Linked DNA regions of Bos taurus: region 2 is linked to region 1. A link is a contact called in public Hi-C data. All regions are on one chromosome and are shown on one strand. The core of a region is the stretch at or near the end of the contact, and the rest is flanking DNA. Distances in the headings are between cores, read along the strand shown.

Region 1 (2,766 bases), core at 236-2,735:
GAGGCAATGGAGTCATCGCCTCCTCTGACTACATGGGCTGAGAACAAAGCAAGGGTGACTGATGGCTCAGGGGAAATCCGGATGATTTATTGAAAGGAGGAAAGAGATGCTGGGTGGGCAAAGCCAACAGACACTCCCTGCTTCACAGACTCTGAAGACCGCTGACTCAGACCCTTCTGCTTATTACTTGTAATTCCCTTCTACTTATTAGGTGTAACCACTGAACACTGAATACAAAGTGTTTTCAGTGTCTGTCCCTGTATGACATTCTTTCTCAGAATGAATTCTTTCCCACCTTACTGCCACCTGTGAGGCGGGCTATGCAGTTTCCTTCCCCTGCTTCTCAGTGAGGCTATCTTGCATTTAGTTACATTCCTATTGTTTTCAGGACATTTCTTCTCCTTTGTCCTGGGTATCTCAACACCAAGTGCACACACTGTTGAAAACGAGTGTGTTGCTAGCTTTTGTTTGGAGAGAGATTTAAGAGTAGGCAAAAATTTGCCAAGCAAACCAAAGGAACACACACAGAAGTACCCCGCCTCCCTCAAAATGGGGCAGGTCTCCACAATCCACCCTTTCTGGTGTGGAAACACACATGAGGGAAAGTCTCTGAGAGTCTCAGGACAAGTCCAGGCTTTCTCCCCAAAATAAAGCCAAGATCAAGGAGTGATTACAGGTGACCTCTGGTCATGGTTTGTTGTACATTTGCTAACCTTAAGACCTTCCTCTCTTCTCTGAGAGAGAGAAGATGGGACAGAGGAGAGGGGAAAGGAAAACAAAGAAAGGAGGATAACTATACACCATATACAGAAGTTTGCCAGGCTATCTGCCATTTGTACAACAGCCAGGAATCCCTCAAATAACTGGGAATGATTATTTAGGGTTGTCTCAAAAACACTGCATGAAATAACAAAACCGCCTTCCCCATGTGATCCAATCCACTTTACCCAGCCTCTCTGATCTTATACCAACCTGATCTTGCTTAAGTTATCGTCTGTCTCAGGCTTTCACAGGAGCTTTCTTTTATGGATTTTCCATCCAGCAAACATTTCTGTTCCCCGGCTGGGCAGATCCAACCACAGCATGCTTGGCTACAGACGGCAGCAGCTCACCCACAGCAGCTCCAACCTGGAGGGGGGCGAAGGCCGGAATCCATTAGAGGAATTCACAGTCACAAACACGCTCTCTCTCAGAACTGTATGTCTGGCAGGAGAACTCCCAGCATCGTCCAAATGTTTAAAATCATTAATGAACAGAGACAACAGTTTATAAGGTCTCCTAAAGATACCTTACAAGTTTGGGTTATTCTGAGGGGGAGGATTGAAGTGTTTAATTATTACTAAAAAGGTTTGGCCAAATGCTTATGCTCTGTTTGTGGAAAATTTAAAAGCCAGATGTTTTAATTAACCACAGAAAACACAAGCTACAACTAAAATTTCATGAACACACTGATCTGCCCTGTGGAAAACCACAGGAATGTTCTGGCAAGGCTCGGACTGAATTCTTGGGACACAGAGGGCTGGGATCATTCCCCTTAGGAACCCGAACAGAAAATTAACTTGCTCAATATGTTTTAAAAAAGAAAAATGAAACCCAGATTTAATCTCAGTCAAATACAAAAGCATTTCAGGACTTCAAAGGGCACCACCGAAAGACACACAAGGGAAAGGTCACAAAAAATTCCAGTGTGGTATAGGATTTAGAATGTATTTTCAATGCAAAGTGAATAGTGTAGCAGAAAAGTTCACAGGCTAAATAACCCAAAGGAGAAACTAATCATCTTTCATTTCCTAATAGAGGAAAATGATGTATGAAAACCAATATTCAAGTGAATCATAAATATTATCAAATGTATAATATGTTCAGGCAAAAGGAATCACTTAACTATCCTGCTTCAGGCCAAACCTGCACCCTGGCCCACACTACCTACTATGCTCCAGCTTGAAGAATCAAGGCATCCAGAAAAACTGCTAAAATAACTTAGGCTCACTGAATTCAGAAACAGAAAAATGAGGGAATCTTATAAAAGCAATTAGTGAACAATTAAGAACAGATTAAAAAGTCTTTCTTAGTGATAGTACTAGTTATGACAGCATCAATACACATCAAATATTGATTCAAGAGAGAATGAAACACATGTTATTTTCAGATACTAGGTCCACAATTCTATTTCTGTAAGTCACAGACCCTGACACAAGTGTGCCAAGCATAATATTACATTAATCTCCATCTTCGTTTGAAACCTCTGTGGCAAAAATAATTTCAAAAGGAACACAGCAGGAAAAAAGCAAGATATCAAGGTATCTATCTGTGGTGTAATCCCAGTTTTGTTCTACAAATTGAGTGTATATAATCTAAAGATTTCAAAGCATGAACAATAATGGCTATTTCTGGATCATGGAATTAGACATATTTGTGTTTACATCTTAGTGTTTTTCCAAGTTTTATACAATTAATATGTATCATTTTTAGAATCAGAATATTTTTAAATAAGGTTTTTCTTACTAAACAGTATGGGAACACGAATCAGAAATGGAATACCAATATAATATATTAGCCTCATTTGTGGGCTTCCTTTTATCTGAAGAATAAGAGCTAAAATTAAAAAGACTTCATTTATCTGAACTCTGTAATTCTTCATTTAGAAGTTCAAAACCCAAGTGTCCAATAACACCCCCAGGGTTGAACAACTACTTTTCTAGGAACAAGAAATTTTTACTGATTTTGCAAACCTGTCACAAAGAAACAATAACATAGTTATTCCTC
Region 2 (2,700 bases), core at 17-2,516, 79 kb after region 1:
ATGATTGCTGGCATCATTTTAAGAGAATCCTTTGAGTATTTTACCTAAGTCATCAGGCACAATGTAAAGCCAGTGACTGAGGGACTTCTAATCAAAACGGAGCCGAGTCTTGTCTGAGCTTCTGACACTGACCTTATTCTCCTCTCAGTGTTTGGCCCTCCCCAACCACTCAATCCATCCAAAACAGTCTGGGACAGTCATGGCTCTAAACTGCCCTGAACTTAACCACAAAACGGCCACAACTCTGTCTGATTTCTTCAATGGTTTTTGCTTTTTTTAAATTCAGGCCCTGCGGTCCTTCGACCCTTAGCCCCGACCCCTCAGTTCTAGACCTCTTCGCCGATGTCAAGATCACCTTTGATTGTTTCTATGGCACTCCGCATCCCTCCTCCGTCCAGCAATGTTTTCAACACACAAATGTCATTTCTAGCGTTCAACCCTCCATTCTGTCCGGCGGGCAGCAAAGTGGATTTCAGGATCAGCTTCCCTGATTCGGTCCCCTTCGCACAGCCATTTTCTAGTTAAAATGCTCCCTGCCTCCGAGAGGGAAATGAACTTTTCCCCCTTTGATCTCCCAGCGGCTAGGCTCTGAACCCCCTAGAATCCATCCCGGTCTTCAACTCCCGGCAGGAGTGCGCTGCCGCTGGTGGAGGGAGAGCCCAGCCGCACAGCGGAGGCCGGTGCCAAGGCAAGGGGGTGTGCGCTCTTCCCCGCCGGCTCCCACCCTCGCTTTTTCCCCTCCGCAGACCGCCCGGCGCACCCCCTCCCACCCTGTCTCCCCCGCCTCAGGCCCTGCCAAGCCCCGGCTGCCGAGGGAAAGAGGGCGCCGAGAAGCCAAAGGGATGGAGTCAAGGAGTGAGCCCGCAATCGCCGTGCCACCCGGCCCTGCGGCACGGGAGCGGGACACACGAGACTCCGCAGCGAACGCCTGCTGCAGATGCTGTGGCAGCTGCTGCAGCTGTGGCTGCGGCTGGGCGAGTGGCAGTGGCCGCGCTGCCCTCGGGGCCGCGAGGAGAGGAGCAGCCGCCCGGGCTACGCGCCGCCACTAGCCCCACGCCGCTGCGGCTGATCGAGTCTCTCCCCAGCACTCCCGGGCCGCCCCGGGATCCAGAGTAAAAGCAAGGAAGAAAGCTGTGCTCACCGGCAGTACGCGGCGCTCGCCTCCGCTCCGGCGCCCGGCAGCTCTGCTCCAGTCTCGCCCTGCCGGGAGCGTCAGGATCAGCTGCGGGAGCAGCGCACGAGCTTCCTACTTGAGACCAGGACGGGCTCCGGCGACTGAGCATGCCCAGTGCCGCTCCGCCAGTCCCGCGCAGGGAGCGGCGCCGGCGAGATTCCACTTCTCCAGGCTTTGGCGGCGGCTGCGCGGAGAGGCTGGAGGGGCCTGACCGGGCGGGGGCCGATCCCGAGAAAGGCGGGGCCGGGGGCGGGGGCCGAGGAGGAGGGGGCGGGCCGCGCTCCTAGTGCGACCCCTGCAGGCAGAGGCTTCGGGGCCTTTCGAACTCACAGTCCCCTAATCATCCGAGAAGATGGCAAGGAGACAAGGCGGGCCAGAACGTCAAGACCCAACGCGAGGTAGCCCGGCATCCCCTCCTTGTGGCTCGGTGTCTGTCTGCACCAAAAGGCAGTTGGGTAACCTTATCCCTGGCTAGTCTTTTCTCCCACACGTCTGCATCCCCTTATAACGGGAAAATGTCCTCAGATGAGAGCTGCCCACGCCCATCCAGCTGCAACTTTGTGGGCGAGACCTTCTCCTTCCTTCTGCCTCCTTATCTAGAAACCCAGGCATATGGCGCGTGAACACACACACACCATTTCTCCATGTGAAAATCACAGCAAGAGCACCTCAAGGGAGGAACACACCTGCAAGAGAGGGAAAGCATAATCTCCCTTTCCCCTCCAGGAATATTAACTAAAACTCAGACGAGCAAGATCCTGATAAGAAAGAATACCAAGTAGCAATCAGTTTTTTGCCCCCAGACACTGAATAACATCCCCAAAGCATCTTTAGGATTGCTCTTCAACAGTGCAGTGATTGTCAAACTTGAGCCTCCATCAGAATATCCTGAGTGTTTATGGAAACTCAGATTACTTAACAGAATCTCGGAATGGGTAGGTCTGTGGTGCGCCCAAGCGTCTGTACATTTAACGGCTTCCGAGGTGATGCTGGTCTGAAGACCACGCTTTGGGAACTACTGCTCCACACATACACAAAAGTCTTTCTTACCTCCTTTCTTATCTCCCTCAGGAGGACTATGCTAAAAGTAATTGACTAATAACTACAAGGTAATGGCTGCTCCTGTCATCCTCTTCCCTAAACCTCCACAATGCAGTCCTTCAAACAGCAAACTCACTGGTCCCTATTCTTCATGAGAGGACTCTATGTGGTTGGGGCCCGCATTACTTTTTTCCTTCAACATCATGAATTTACTGAGGACCCACAAAATCTTACAGTTAGCTTAGGGATAGCAGTGAATAAAAAAGCCCAGACCCCTGCTTTCATAGAGCTTAGACCAGCGAGGTGGACAGAAATCCATTAAACAATTACTCAAAAATGTCATTTCAAACCCGAAGAGTGCTAGGAGGGAAATCTACTAGGTGTGTAGTAAAGGGTGTATAATGGGACCCTGATGCAGTCTAGAATGGGGTTGGGAGAAATGAGTAGTGGAGGAAAGCTGCCTTGCGGAATAGGAGTTTCTGGCA

The links. A called contact is a pair of places that touch in the nucleus more often than the background predicts.
Region 2: a Hi-C map of skeletal muscle shows a contact between it and region 1, with 4 times the contacts expected there. The contact joins the promoter of APBB2 here to the enhancer-like site in region 1. A contact is called at or near these places in 3 of 11 Hi-C or Micro-C datasets (liver and skeletal muscle).

Annotation. Positions count from the first base shown.
Region 1 is chr6:60,015,541-60,018,306 of ARS-UCD2.0, forward strand. The region is part of intron 1 of APBB2 (amyloid beta precursor protein binding family B member 2); the gene reads right to left. Among named protein-coding and RNA genes, the nearest start is that of APBB2, 79 kb to the right of the region's middle. Within about 2 kb of position 1,486, at least 41 of the 102 cell types and tissues checked have an H3K27ac peak or open chromatin away from gene starts, as enhancers often do. A contact at or near this core is called in skeletal muscle, where this site is marked.
Region 2 is chr6:60,094,513-60,097,212 of ARS-UCD2.0, forward strand. APBB2 (amyloid beta precursor protein binding family B member 2) reads right to left here and starts at 1,267. Exons shown (of 17, transcript NM_001076847.1): 1 at 1,142-1,267.